Linked DNA regions of Mus musculus: region 1 is linked to region 2. Evidence: chromatin contacts called from public ChIA-PET data. All regions are on one chromosome and are shown on one strand. The core of a region is the stretch at or near the end of the contact, and the rest is flanking DNA. Distances in the headings are between cores, read along the strand shown. Region 1 holds the start of Slc25a36 (solute carrier family 25, member 36). Region 2 has its middle 40 kb from the start of Gm51657.

Evidence for each region. ChIA-PET counts read pairs in DNA pulled down with a chosen protein or histone mark.
Region 1: an RNA polymerase II ChIA-PET map of memory CD8 T cells shows a contact between it and region 2, with 66 read pairs. The contact joins the promoter of Slc25a36 here to the enhancer-like site in region 2. A contact is called at or near these places in 9 of 39 promoter capture datasets (the C10 cell line, the HPC-7 cell line, cranial neural crest and 5 more), 1 of 484 Hi-C or Micro-C datasets (CD4 T cells), 15 of 115 datasets of contacts at active chromatin or transcription factors (the SCID.adh cell line, bone marrow-derived macrophages, craniofacial prominence and 9 more) and 1 of 9 other capture datasets (liver).

The regions. Positions count from the first base shown.
Region 1 is chr9:97,108,486-97,112,606 of GRCm38.p6, forward strand. Slc25a36 (solute carrier family 25, member 36) reads right to left here and starts at 2,556. Exons shown (of 7, transcript NM_138756.4): 1 at 2,426-2,556. The coding sequence starts at 2,466.
Region 2 is chr9:96,934,647-96,938,782 of GRCm38.p6, forward strand. No RefSeq gene overlaps it. Among named protein-coding and RNA genes, the nearest start is that of Gm51657, 40 kb to the left of the region's middle. Within about 2 kb of position 1,480, at least 70 of the 459 cell types and tissues checked have an H3K27ac peak or open chromatin away from gene starts, as enhancers often do. A contact at or near this core is called in the HPC-7 cell line, the SCID.adh cell line, bone marrow-derived macrophages and 2 more, where this site is marked.

The DNA of each region.
Region 1 (4,121 bases), core at 1,306-3,805, 170 kb after region 2:
GGTATACTGAGCATAATCCAAAGAATAACTGTATGTGAGGAAGCCCAGGCATAGAGAGCCTACAAAGACACACCTCTCCTGTAGTACGGTGAATTTCACAACTCCTAGTGTATATAATTCTATCACAATAAACAAACCTAGCAATTATGAAGAACACACTAAATTATTGCCAAAATAAACAATTTTGATATATAACTTAGACATGTTCAATTAAGAACATTACCAACATCACCTGAACTCTATCTATCTATGTTCAGTACATACAACACTGCCAGAACATTACACAAAACAGAATTCATGTACTGTGTAACTGTCAAGACGTCTACAATAACTTAGTCCTCATTTTACAGGCATGAAAGTGTTTGAACTTAGGGTATTTGTCTTGACATCTGTATGTTTTCTGTATTTTGATTAAATGCCCTTTGCTATCACCTAACACTGCTTCTACAGAGTATATGTACATATGGAACCACTATGTACGAATATGAGATGCAATGGGAAGGAGGGGAAGTCACAACACACGTACTTTGCCCCATTTAACATTCTACTACTGTGTGCGTACTAGACTTCTTGAGAAGTGGAAGAAATGAACTGATATTTTTGAATCCCGTACATAATAATTCTCCATTCCAGCTCTCAACTGAAACAAAAAGCCTACATAGAATGGCCTAACTTCACAAGTGTTTATAAACACAGTGATGTCCTAGTACAACTGGAAAAATCCACATTCAGACTAACATTTATATCCTACACATGCATGTGCTTTAACAAAACTTACACACACACATATGCCTGGACAAAGAATAACAAAGGAGCCACGCAAGGGCTCTAGAAGAGACCATTGTCAACTCTGCTCTACAGGAGAAGTGATTAAAGACTTCTATTTCTTAACTCAAAACAAATTAAAATACCAACCTGAACTACATCTATGGTCTTCTAACTTTCAGAAGATCTAACTACAAGTAGAAATCCAACTACAAGATGCTATCCTTACTTTCTCCTACTCCGCCCCCCCCCCCAACACACACACTCGGAGAAAGAGGGGGGAGGAGAGAGGGAAAGAGAGATTAATAAAATGTTCTAAGGGACCAGGCAGTGGTGGCACACACCTTTAATCCCAGCACTTTGGAGGCAGAGACAGGCGGATTTCTGAGTTCGAGGCCAGCCTGGTCTACAGAGTCAGTTCCTGGACAGCCAGGGCTACACAGAGAAACCCTGTCTCGAAAAACAAAAACAAAACAACAGAAAAAAAAATGTTCTAAGGGCCCGAGGATGGAGCCCAGTGGCAGAGAACTTGACTAGCAGGTGCCAAGTACAGGTACTGCAGAAATTAAATTAGCCCTTTACTGGCAGGAAGCATTTTAGAAACACAAAAGGCAAACTGCTCCTCATAAAATTAGTAGTTGCTTTAATGGCAGAATAGTGGACCGTTCAAAATTGGTGAATCATAAATGTTGAATGAAATGTGTGACAACAATGTAAAGTACTGTCATATTGGCAACAGAATCTCCACACATTAACTCAAAGCAAACAACCATGCAAAGAATGCATACATATATGTATGTATCCCTTAAAGTGGCTGATCCAAGAATCAAACCACCAAACTTTAAAATACTACTTTATTCTGTTATATAGGTTAAAAAGTTAATTCACCATAGCGATTTTTTGTGACAACTTTATAGTCTTGCAGGTAAAAGTCTTAACGTTGCTCTATTATTTCTCTAAATAACTGGGAAGGAACATATCGAATGGAGGAACAAACTTGGCTCAGCAAAATGGCTGTAGCTGGGGGATCAGCAAACCAGACTTCGGGCTCCACACTAATCCTGTACACATATATAATGATTTCATTTAGTAGTCGCCTTCTCTCAAACCATCCATACCCCTTCTCCAAAGCAGGCAGTGCTGAAGGGTCGGGGGGGGGGGGGAGGGGGTTGCCTTCCCATCTCAAGAAAAGAAAAGAAAAGAAAAGAAAAGAAAAGAAAAGAAAAGAAAAGAAAAGAAAGAGAGATTGATTGATTTCAAAGTCACTGCCACTTTTGCACCATCTCCCGCAAACCGGGGCAGGCAAGGGAGAGAAAATTTTCCGAAGCTGGAAATAACCTCTGCGCACCGCGGGCGAGCACTGCAACGCCTTCCCCGCCGGCTACGACGCCGGCCAGCAGCAAAGGCGCAGCGGCGGCCGGAAACAAGGTCGCCCGCGAACGTGGGCAACGTGAGGCCCAGTCGTGCGGGACGGGGAGGCCGAGCCTGCTCCCATTTTGTCGCCATGGCCGAGCCTCCTCCGCGAGGTCCGGGTCCGTGTGCCTCCGCTGTCGCGCAGTACCGGACGAGCTAGGCCGCGACTCACGCCCTGCCCCCGCCCAGGCTCGGCGTGGCCTTCGCAGGCCCGTGGCCTCCAGCCCGCGCGCCCCAGCGACCTTACCCCCCGGCAAACAGATGCACCAGCGTGTCCCTCTGGCTCATTCTCTCTTCTGCATGTCCTCCGGGAGTAGAGGCGGGACGCGGACCCAGCAGGCCGCCACGGCCAGCGGCGAGGGCCAAGAAGGGGGACGCAAGGGAGTGGGCGGAGCCGCCGCTGCGGAAGGCCACCCGCGAACCCACCCCACGGGGTTCCTGCTCCAGCGAGCTCCGTCGGACTGCGCAGTGAGAGTCGTGAGGAGTCGGAGGTCCCTACATAAACAGAAGCTCCTATTGGCTTAGGCCGCGTGACGTCACGAGGTTCGCACGCCTCTTTCACGTGATCGCCCAGGGGGCTCTTCAATGAAGGGCCGTGGGGCAGGACGGGAATGCTTGCTGGTGCGTAGTGGGTCGGCTCGCACTCTCATCCGATGCGCTGATCAGCAGGTCGCTCAGCCCTCGCCACTTAACCTGCGCTGGCCGGCTCTTGACGATCTAGGATAAAACCCTAGCGGCCCAGGGCCACAGCAAGTTTTTGGGTTTAGAACTGAGCCTTTCTGTTTCCCCGTGTTTGCCTTGGAAATCACTTGTGCGAATATACTCGCTTGCACTCTCACAAACAGCACGGCATTAAACATGATCATTAAACATAAGCGTTAAATTGGGATCTGTTGTGGAGTGGCGAGATAAATCGGGTTTTTTTGGTTTTTTTTTTTTGTTTGTTTTTTGTTTTTTGGTCAGGAAAGAGATGCAAAATCTCACTTTGAGACCAACCCTGGCTGCTCTCTGGGGCTTGCCCTCCAACTCAGAGACCTGTGCAAGCCTTAGACTCCCAAGTGAAGGGATTAAAGGCGGTCCACACTCTGTGGAACATTCCTGAGATGGAATGCTGACGGAGAATTCCTGACAGGTCTAAGGTAGAGTCACATGAGGGAAAAGTGTTCAATAAAAGGCAAGTAGATTAAAATGTGAAGGTTTACTACAGGAATAAACCAGCTACTTATTTTACTAATCAACACATTTCTTACATGTATATGTTGGACTAGGGAAAGTTTTCTTTCTCTAGAAAATGGCCATTATTTCAATTTTTTGTTAACTGCTTATTTGCAAGGTACAGATGAATCGTCAAAATAAAATAAATAGATATCAATATGCTAATCACACAGAAGGAACAGAAATATATCTCATTATTTCTTTCTCTTCATCCCCCTCCCCCATAAAACTGCCCTTCCATTTGCAGGGGCCCCATCACCCTTTCCAGCCCACATGAAATTTTCCAGAGCCACTTACGGGCACAACTTGACAAAATTCTAACTGCTTTAGCTCTCTCCGTGTTGTCCGGCAACTAAATTCCTACAAAACGTACAGACTGCAAATGTCCATGCCACTGTAAAGGACTGAGTGTGTAAATTACTTAAAGCATTTCAGCAGTGCAGAGTGTTCCTTATCTGATTATTATTGTTGGGGGAGGGGCACTGCAACCAAAGTCCTTGGCCCAGGGCTTACCCAACTCACCCCCAGTACAGCCTGACTTCTGAGCTTTACTGTTGAAATGAGAACAGTCTATTAGAGCGGGAAAGGATGACAAAGGGGCAAAACTGGAAGAGCGGACACAAAGAGTGACGACAACCCTAGCCAAATGACAAAGATTTCCGCAAGACATCCAACGGGTATTTTCTTTATATGGCAGTTGTGTTGAGACACAACTCCCAGGACACATG
Region 2 (4,136 bases), core at 230-2,729:
TCAATTGTTCCACATCCTCCCAACACTGACAGGCCCTTGTAAGCATTCAGATTTTTCCTTCCACACATCAGTTTAATGTACAATTCCCAGGGACTGAAAACTAAAGTCCCTGTCACTGGGTTGATGAGGGTTCTCCTGTTGATGTAAAGACAGGAGTGAACTGACCCCCACAAAATCGTCCGTTGACTTCCACATTCACAGCACAGCATGTGTGCATGCACAAAAAAATAAGCAATGAAGAGGTTAACTATTAGGGCTTATTATGGCTTTATGATTTCAGAGGTTTTAGCCCATCATAGTGAGCAGTGTAGAGACAGCAGAGATGCTCTCATCATGACAGTCGAGGAAGGGGAGGAGGAGGGCAATGGGAAGGAGGGGGAGGAGGAGGAACCCTGAGAGATGACTACCACAGTAGCACTCTGGGTTGTAAGGCCTTGCTCATCTCAAACTGAAGGTCTTTTTTTTCCCCTCTGCACAATTTGGGACCCTGGTTGTTTCTGCTCATCTTTTGTGTTTAGGTTTATAGACAATTTCAGTTTAACTTTTGTCTGTGATACAAGAGTGAAGGTTCGTTTCTTCCCTGTATGGATATTCAACAAATCTAAGCAACATTTACTGAGAACATCTTTCCCTGACCGAACTGCAGTGGCACAAGCCTAGGTCTGCTTTTGGCCTCTGTTCTCGTCTCTGGTCTGTTAATTTTTGCTTAAACCAATATTGAACTATCTCAATTATCATGTCTTTATTAGCTCACAGTGTCTGGTAATGTGGGCCTTTATTTTGCTCTTCTTTTCTAAGATGGCCAGAGCTCTTTGAGGTCTTTTGCATTTCCAAATGAACTGATAATCAATTTTCACAGCAAAACATTTCCTGCATTAACATTATTTTTCCATTTTTATGAATGAATAGTATACATTTACACACACACACACACACACACACACACACACACACACACACTCATCCATGGATGAATACATCGGCTGATTTCATTAGGTGACCTTGTGAACAGTTCTGCAACAAGCAAGGACGTGGCTGATGACATCCGGCTTGACAGCCGTCGCTATTGTTTCTTGAGCGATGGGGGTTGTATTCAGGAAGTCGTTATTTCTGCCCAAGTCCTGAAGGGTTTCCTCTATGTTTTCCTGTCCGTTAGTTTCACGTCTTTCATTGAGGTCTTTGATCCTTTCAGAGTTGTCTTTGTTTGTTTGTTTTCACAGGTCCAGAGGAGTCTAGGGTTGACCTTTATAACCCTCTCATGCATCTCTCTTACCGTACCGCTCTAATCCAAACAGCTACCATGAAAGGCAATAATCTTTGTCCCACTTCTGATTTTCAGAGAAATTGTTTCAGTTTTTCCCCAATTTAGTCTGATGTTAGCTGTGGGTTCGTTGCATACAGCTTTTCCTGTGTTGATGTATGAGCCTCCTACAGTCATGTGATCTTTGTCTTTGATGCTGTTTGAGTGCCACGTTAGGTTTGCTGATTGGTGAATCTTGATCATCCTTGGATCTCTGGAGTGAAACCAAGGTGAGCACGTGGTGTATGATCTTTGTAATGGGCTGGTAGATTCAGCTTGCAGGAAGTTTATTAAAAATCATCACCTCTGCGCTTATCAAGGAAATTGTTCTTGTGTGTGTGTGTGTGTGTGTGTGTGTGTATGTGTGTGTGTGTGTGTGTGTGTGTGTATGTGTGTGTGTGTATGTGTGTGTGTGTGTGTGTGTGTGTGTATGTGTGTGTGTGTGTATGTGTGTGTGTATGTGTGTGTGTGTATGTGTGTGTGTGTGTGTGTATGTGTGTGTGTGTGTATGTGTGTGTGTGTGTGTGTGTATGTGTGTGTGTGTGTGTGTATGTGTGTGTGTGTGTGTATGTGTGTGTGTGTGTGTGTGTGTGTGTGTATGTATGTATGCAATAACCAGAACAGGTTGTCAGATCCTCCAGAGTTCCAATTGTAAGCTGCCTGATGTGATTGCTGGAAACCAAACTCAGGTCTTGTGCAAGAAGAACATGAGCTGCTAACTGCTGACTCTTCTCTCCAACTCCCCCCCCCCCCCCAGAACTAGGGTTAGAGACATCTGTGGGGACAGTCGACTTGTCACATAGGTGCTGGGTTCTTAACTCCAGTCCCTCCAGTCCTCATGATTTGGAACAAGTGTTCTTCACCACCGAGCCATCATCTCTCTAGCCCAACACCCATGTTTGTTAATTGATGTTTTGCCTGGATGGTGTTGAGATATTGAAGTCTTTCCAAGTTTGATTTCAATTGTTATAATAAACACTATGACCAAAACTATGATCTGGGGGTGAAAAGGGTTTATTTCATCTGACACTTGGAGGTAGCAACTCATCCCTGACGGAATTGAGGGCAGGAATGCAAGGCAGGAGCCAAAGTCGAAGACGCGGAGGAATGATGCCTACTGACTTGCTTTCCATGATGTTCACAGCCTGACTTAACACAACTCAGGACCACCTGCCCCGGAATGAGACTCCACACAGAAAGCTGGACATTAATCAAAAAAATGCCCCAAAGACTTGCCTGGGAGCCACTTTGATGGAGGTTTCTTCTTAACTAATATGTCTTCCTTCCAAGTGCACACAAAACTGACAAAAGCTAAGCAGCACGAAGTCCCTCGCTCCTATTGAACTTGGGCTTGTTGTTTATCTACCTTCTCTGATTTGAAATGTTTCCTTCTGGAGAGAAGAGGACGGCCCAGTAAGATTCAGGAAGTTAATAAAACTTAAAAGCCTCAAGAAGCTAATGGAACGTACAAAGAGAGTCCCGAGAGTCCCACGGCCCCTTTGCAAGGTCATAAAAGCAGTAAACAATTGCTGGGGGCAGAGGGAACACTCCATTGGTGAGCTAAGCACAGCTCTTTCAGGGAGTTCTGTGGATGCAGCTTTCCCGAGTTGTTGCTCACATGGGGAGGGATTGTCAATGATAAAATTGCCTTTAAGTCCCCAATATTCTTGTTCGTAACCCCTCGCCTTGACCTTCAAAATACCAAAACCCTCACTGGGTCATTAAGCTAGACCGGGTGGAATAATTTGGTCTATGTTCAGTCCCCCTCTAGGATGAGTAGATACTTGTTCATGTCGCCCCAGGAAAAGTCACACAACATAATTGGTACCTGAACAGAGACCAGCAGAACCAAAGATAGGGTGAGGACGAGCAGTTGTATGATCCTTCAATGGGGAACGAGATTGGCCTCATCAGACTGCTCGGTGGTAGTGTCTCTGGGGCACTGTCTTGACTGCTAATTGAGATATGATGGCCTAGCCCACTGTGGGCGGTATCATTCCCAAGGAGGTGGGGCCTGGATGGCAAGAGAAAATAAACTGAGAGGAAGGCAGTGAGTCAGTCAGGAATCATCATGCCACCGTAGGTTCTGCTTCTGTTCCTGCTTGGGTTCCTGCCTTGACCTCCCTCCAAACTGGATTGTGAGAAGTGTAAGGCACGTAAGCTGTTTCCTCTCCTGAGTTGCTTTTAGCCAGAGTGTTTCATCACAGCAACAGTGAAGCAAACTAGAATGGGCATCTCCACGTGGTATGGGATGGTGAGGTTCTTGCAGTTGTGGCGGACTGTAAAGCAGGTCACAGAGGCTAAGCCATGTGAGAGTGGCACATCCTGGGGTACAGCGTCTGGGGTGCTCATCTTCCTATATGTAGAATGGGTGGCAGGCCTCACTGAGGACTAAGGTCTGCCTCATGAATGAGACACTCTCAAAGGTTAATGGTCTAGATACTAATTTGCAATCCCTTAAAAAAGTGCACACAGGACAGGATCACTAAGCAGGCTATGGCAACTAACTGTGGGAAAGCTTCTGGTATGTGCACAAAGGCACACGGTCGAGGCTCAGCCGTCTGCCCATAAAGAATTCAGCTATATCACAGCACAAATGATGTGCAGATGTGATCCTCTGCGTTAGCCTCTGATTTGGCAGGGAAGGTGGGAACGGCAAGGATGAGATGGATGGAGGGTCCATGTTGTTCTTTGATACAGTTGGCAGGATGCAAAGGAAAGAGAGAACACATCAGATGTGTATTAAAGAGCTCTTCCTGAGATCTTGAAACCAGTGAGAGGATTCAGATAATGGGGTGGGGCAGAGAGGGGGTAATATAAAATATCTCTGAGGTTC